Linked DNA regions of Salvelinus alpinus: region 1 is linked to region 2. A link is a contact called in public Hi-C data. All regions are on one chromosome and are shown on one strand. Each heading gives the region's core, a stretch centred on a gene start, on an enhancer-like site or on the middle of the called end of the contact. The rest is flanking DNA. Distances are from core to core; before and after follow the strand shown.

Region 1 (3,365 bases), core at 99-2,598, 180 kb before region 2:
GAATCAACTTCACTGTTCATCAGAATCATTTTTATATTATTCAACCGACTTAGCACAGGGTTTCCCATGACCGAGGTCGGGAAACCTGTGCTATAGCGACAAACGTCATCCGACCAAGACTACTCTAGTAGCTACGTAGCTCGAGCAGTTCTCGCCACAAAGACCGTAGCGCGCGAGTAAGCTTCCTGACACAAATTTCAATCTTCCTAGGGCAGACTCAACAACGTAACCCCCCCACCAAAAATAAGCAGGGCATTTTGACGTGGTTTACCTGCAATTCGGCTCGCTCCACCTCCCATTGCGCTCTATCCACCTCGTAGCGGGCCCATTCGTGTTGCAGAAAGTGCAATATCCCCGGAATGTTGTAATGAGCCCTGGCCGCCTCTCCGCCACCGACGTCGCCCGGCTGCTGCGGTCCTTTGCCAGCGCCTGGCAAACCCGAGTTGTTGTTGTTGTTGTTAAAGAACACGCCGGGCCCTGCCTGTTCGTCCATGCCCAGGCCAGGTGTGTGGGTTCAGTTCGCACAAGCTGGCACGACTGTGCTCAGACGGATGGGTTTTCCTTTAACCGCCCCTGTGATATGAAATGGAAAGGAAATAGCTACCTACAGCTCTCTCTACTGGGCAGGCACGTTCATGTCTGAGCAGCCAGCTGTCAATTGATGACGTTCACACTCAGCTCCCACCCACATCCAGTGTTTTCTTTACCCATTGGTCGATTTACACGATTCACACTGGAATAAGCCAACCGGATATAAATGCGCTGTTGACAACTGTTGTATCCTACGTATGATGGAATTTGAAGTTCAAAGAAGATATAGCTGCATTTTCAACCTAAAATGCGCTTGTTCTCTTTTTTTTTATGTCATTTTCTTTAATTGGCCTACGGAGTATATTTTTTTGTAACTTAAATTGAAAATGTCATAATGTATGCTACAGAAGTGTGTCTGTGGTAGCCATATTTCATATATTATAGCACATTCCATTAATGTATCTATGCATTCCATAGAGCCATTCATCGAGTTGTTTACATAGCACACACACCCAAGCCTATCATCCACGACCCCCTGACTGAATTTCACGTCCTTTGAAATCCACGAAAATACATTAAACAAAATGTTGCCCACACATGATGTAGGGCCTACTTTAGTGTGAGAAGATTATAAGGCCTCTATATATGATTTGTGTGTAAGATATTTTAATAACTAAATTACCTCTATATAATGTTTAGTAATTCAAACAGTCTTATTTTCAAACATCAATTACATGAAACATTACAATCAGGTCATTTATTAGATCTTAACCATTTGGATTGGTTTTACACACAGCCGAGTCATTACGCACGGTCAATTCATTAGCCATATGAAGCGTGCTGACACAACCCCATTGGTAATCAGGTGATACGTCACTGCAACCACACTATTTAATTTCTGTTGGCTGATCTACATGGTTAAATTGTACAGCCTAGATCAGACAGCAGGAATTGAAGAGAGGAGCCACTTGCCCACATGATGCCTCCATTTGAGAAACCACAGCACCCCAAGTCCTTCAAGCAGAGAAAAAGCTTTGGTGATTATTGAATGTATTGCTTTGCATGTGGTAGGCTATGCGTTGCTTTATAATCTCATCCACGTTTTCCATCCCAAACAGCCACGAGAAAACAGGAGGTCGCGGGGATCCGAACAAAGTTTCCAACTAAAATTCCGGTAAGTTCGCTTATTTCTAAAACCGTATTCGACCCTGAAGTTCCATTGAATTTGCACCTTCTAAAAGTGACATTTCCACCCACACACAGGTGATAATTGAAAGGTATCAACGGGAGAAGTACTTGCCGCCTCTTGATAAAACGAAATTCCTGGTCCCCCAAGAACTGTCCATGACTCAGTTTGTCACCATTATAAGGTGTGTCTCCTTTGAGAAACGTTTTGCTGAAAATGTTATTTAACGTGACATGACTTAAATCATGTCTTCAATGTTTGGTTAAGAACTCGTGCATCATTTCAAACTTGGTTAACACCTGATATGAATCAGCCTCGAGTGCCGCGCGCGACTGTCACTACTTTTAAATTACTTGAGTTTGTGCAAGATAATTTCTACATTTGATTACGTCCTGTCAATACTTTCTGCACGTTCTCGTTTCAGAAATCGTATGTCTCTGATGCAGAGTCAAGCGTTCTACCTGCTCATCAATAATAGTGGCCTGGCCAGCATGTCTCTTACCATGGCGCAAGTCTACAAGGACCATAAAGATGACGATGGCTTTCTCTACATGACCTATGCTTCTCAAGAAATGTTTGGTAATTGTGTTGAAATCCATGAGGAGTCATTGCCAATTGCTGGAAATGTTTGAGAAGACAAATTGCACGATTGGATAATGTGAGGCCTCGGCTTTTGGCAGGCCCAATAACTGAACTTCGTGTATAGATATAAAATGCAATATATGGATATTTAATATTACTCAATGTTTTTGTATATTGTTTTTAAGGTAATAAATGTTTCAAACTTTTGACGACCATGCTCTGTATTACATTGCTTAAAGCGGCAATATTTAACTTTTTGGGCTAAAAAAACAATTTCGCATAGAAATGGGAGGTGTAGGTTTTTCTTGTTAAACATGTTTAAGAAGCGTAGATCTGTGCTTTATTTTAGAGGTTTTGCTTCCTTTTTTGGTTTGTATGCCAGACTAAAGCAGCTGAGAAATGTTTCATTATTGAAAAGTGACTTTAAATAAATTAAATCAGGTAGGCTAGTTGAGAACAAGTTCTCATCTGCAACTGCGAACACTTCAGTGGTACAATATTTGGTCACAAACTGAAATTGGGATAACTTAGTACTTTAGCAAACATGGTGCAGTGATTTCAGCATATTGCACTTATTTTTGTCACTCATGCTCCTTCATTTAATTTCCCAAAAATGTGTAGACTTGGACATTGCCTTCAATAGGGACTCTGAGGCATCAGTTATCAAGGAAGGACCTGTTGCCCAATTCCCTCCAAGTCGACTCCTATACTCTAGGTTCTTGTACATATCTGGTCAAAAGACCAGATGATGAAAGATCAGAATTGGGCTGCCTGTGTCAACACATAACTATTCAATCCAATATCGGTCCATTTTTGCCCTATTGGGGATCAGACCTCAGTTTAAATACTACTTGAAAGCTGTGCTTGACAACTTGCTTGGCTTAATGAACCAATAAAATAGCCCCAAAACCACAACCCTCTCCTCTGGCATTTCAGGCAGGCTATACAAAGTATTTAAACCAAGGGCTGATTGAAGTGTTAGGGGACTGCATTCAGTGGTACTCATGAATAGGAACAATCCTCCTGAAGGTGGCAGTATTGTTCAACCAGCTTATATCTGTATGAC
Region 2 (3,485 bases), core at 939-3,438:
GCTTTGGGGAATACCAACAGTGTTGCCATAGTTACCTCTCTGGTAACCATGGCAACAGAGGAGTAGGAGCACCATTCCAAGGAAGATGACAGGGCAGGAGAAGATAATTGCTTTTGCACTCACAGACGCAAGTCGCCGTGCCAGGTTTTACAGTAAATGTGCAGAGTCAGCATGGGTGTGAATGTCATATAGCGATGAGCTCACCGTGCAGCATCATGCACACTGATTGGATTATGAGCCCAAGCATGCTAATTACCTAGCCTTTATGGAGCATGCTTAATTATTTTAATAGTGCTATGTGCACAGTCAATAAAGGTAGACAGTGTGGCTCGTATACTGCACAATAAGCAACTGCAGGGTGTCTCCTGTCTTATTGCCAACCTTAGCACACCCAGGAGAACAGTACAAGTTATACCCATATAAATGGTTTTAAGAGAGATGTAGGAATCAGTCGGTAAAGCCTCCCCATTGGTTGGTTCTCTTTATAAACCCTAAAGTCTTACATAATTCTACTATCTGATTGAAAGATAGTTTTGCAACAACCATTATTTGTACAACATCCCTAAACAGTCTCTGGTGCGTGTGTCGTGGTCTTTCTATCCAAACCTCCAACCCACATCGACATAAGGACATGAGATCTGCCTGAGTCCCAGCAAATGACAAGAGTACTTGTTTCCTAGGGAATTGATACAGACATGTATAATGTGGCCCGGGATGACAGCATGGATTAGGAGAGCTCCGAACACACACGCACTGGGATCACATACAGTAGGGCTTCCAAAGCAGCTTCCAGGAACGATTGAGTAATGGTAATAATAACCCACCGCCGTGAGACGACGAGCCTCTGGCTGAGCCGCCTCGCGTCATGCCCGGGCACCGGCGGAGCTAGATGTCCCTGAGGGGCGAATTCTTCGCCAACCCTCAGCCAGCTGCATGCCAGGTGCGGGCTGCTAAGCCGCTGGCGAGAGAGACGACAGGGCTGACGGATAATCCTCCTGCCATGTAAATTGTCCACAGACAAGTGTACACATGCACGCACATACACATACACGCCAGCGGAGGCTGCTGAGGGAAGGACGGCTCACTCCATTCCGGCCATTATTATGAATCATCCTCCCCTCAGCAGCCTCCACTGATACATGCACACACACACACACACACACACACACACACACACACGTAAGTATGAAGAAGTACACATGCAATGCATGCTCACATACACACACACATAGAGACATACATAAAGGTATGAAGGTGTACACACACTTGTTCAAACACACACTTGTACAAACACATGCACGCACACAAGCACACACCCACAGCTTAACTGGAACCCCCCCCAAAAGCACACACACCCTTCCAAAATCCTGTCAACCGGCGGCGTGTGGTCAATGACGCCAATCTCTAAGGTTCAGTTATTCCTTTAATAAACTGTAACCACAACAACCGGCCACAGAAATGGTGCAAGGGTGCAGAACGACTCGGTTGCCATTTAAAGGCAAAGGTGCACGTAATACCAGACACAGTATGGTGATGATGTAATACCATGTAAGGATGTACATGCCTGATGGTTTGTATTACTGCAGGTCTGAGCATGTGCCCTCAGAAGCCTAATAGTCAAGGTGGTATATTTTTGCAGCAGCCTGGCCTTGCACATGTAATGCAGCCGACCATCTGTTCTGTTGAGCGGCACTTCTAGGGATTAGCTATCATCTGGGAGATGAAAAGTGCCAACTAAGGCCAGAGAGGCATAGGAGCAAGGCTCAGAGCAACTGGCATCATTTTTCGTAAATGAATTGGTCATAGCGAAAGCAAAATTGTACATGTTTTCTTGCTAGTCTAAATGATTGTGCCACACCATGTAGCCTACTGTTCAATATTTCACTTGGCCATTGTTTGCTGCTGTGTAGTCTACCCCAGATTAGTTAAAATACCTAGAGTTGTAGTTAAATTGTTTCTATTTTTGTTACTCTGGAGAAAATACTGTTTAATTGTATAAAATGTGATCACTTGCCTGCTGCTTCTTTTTTTGATGAATTGCTACTGCACCCTTGTGGCACTTACATTTCAATGCGACAGACTACTACTTATATTGATTTGAAGAAATCCTAACACATTTCCCCCCCCCATCTGGGTTCAACAACATCCAACACTTTATATTCAATCAAATGCATACGCTATCGGAGATATCATGTGATTGGGAATTAAAGGTGTCTTATTTTCTATCAGGCGTTCAATGCGGACACCCTAGCTGTCAAATTAGTCAGTGGTCCTACTGGTCCTTTTTGCTGCGAACTTGCGCCTGTGTGAGGTCATGTACCATCTTTGATATAAGCCAAAATTGAAATATTATCTTTGTTAACATAGAAATATCAACCATTTCGGAAGTGATGATGGGCGGTAAATCGAGCACGATAGCCGCCGGTGTTTGCGGGGCTCTGTTCGTCGGCTACTGCATCTACTTCGACAGGAAAAGGCGGAGTGACCCCAACTTCAAGAACAGGCTGCGAGAACGTGAGTGTTGTCCGCGTCCTTTGCAACCCGCTCCGGTCTCTGTTTGCGAACTCGTTTAACTATTCCCAATTGGCGAAGTATAGAAGCTTTAATGGTAACGTTAATGGTTTGTGCATTAGATCTGATTCATTAATTGTCAGCGCACTGCAAACCCCAAAAGTCCTGCACTTAACTAGCCAGTGCTAACCTAGCTAGCTCCTAGCATAGGAACGCTCAACTCTGTTCTCTTATATAGAGTTGAGCGTTTCTCAGCTAACTACCTCTTTTATCATGTATTAATGTACTTCCTACTCACTCACAACAAGCGTTCTGTTAGTTGAATTCAGACATGGAAAGCTGCACCTACCCTGATTCATTCATTGATGGTGTGTTTTGAACTGCTATGTAACCTAAACCAACCATTCTAGGCTACTAGCCATATCAGACATAGAGTTTGCCAAGCAGGATTAAAAGCAACCTGGATATCCCTGGTGTTACTCTATCCAGGCCTACTACTCATGTAAGGCCGTGGGTTGTCGGTATGAAGAAGCTGATAATGCGCCTTCAGAGCGTTAGACTGCAAACTTTAATGATGCGACTGCATAACTCATAAGGGGTTATCAAATAAATACACCTCCACACACTACATAATGGCAGTTCTGCCTCGTCTTCAACCCAGAATCCCTCACTCTAATACAGGAGCCAATTAGAATACACATATGGATGCATGTCACAATAAAAATCCTATACAGATCACATTCCAGTCCCACATTAACTAGACTACAATTGTAGCTGGACTACAGTATGAAAGATGGATTTTGGCTGTCAGCTGGCCACAATGCTTTATACACCGGCTTTACTGCAATTGAATGAGCCATTTTCCTCTGTTAGCCTTTTTGTCATTAATCACTAGTTGTGACTTGCTACTTAGCAGCTACACTTAAATATTTCCTGATTCTGACCCGGGTAAACCACTTTATCAAGGGATATCA

What was found. A called contact is a pair of places that touch in the nucleus more often than the background predicts.
Region 1: a Hi-C map of red muscle shows a contact between it and region 2, with 13 times the contacts expected there. The contact joins the promoter of LOC139568784 here to the promoter of LOC139568777 in region 2. A contact is called at or near these places in 3 of 3 Hi-C or Micro-C datasets (liver, muscle and red muscle).

Annotation. Positions count from the first base shown.
Region 1 is chr2:129,651,163-129,654,527 of SLU_Salpinus.1, reverse strand. LOC139568784 (microtubule-associated proteins 1A/1B light chain 3C-like) reads left to right here and starts at 1,348. Exons shown (of 4, transcript XM_071390865.1): 1 at 1,348-1,568; 2 at 1,650-1,705; 3 at 1,795-1,901; 4 at 2,142-2,505. The coding sequence starts at 1,508. The coding sequence ends at 2,349. LOC139568783 (striatin-like) reads right to left here and starts at 644. Exons shown (of 17, transcript XM_071390864.1): 1 at 272-644. The coding sequence starts at 493.
Region 2 is chr2:129,471,755-129,475,239 of SLU_Salpinus.1, reverse strand. LOC139568777 (mitochondrial import receptor subunit TOM20 homolog) reads left to right here and starts at 2,188. Exons shown (of 5, transcript XM_071390856.1): 1 at 2,188-2,514. The coding sequence starts at 2,391.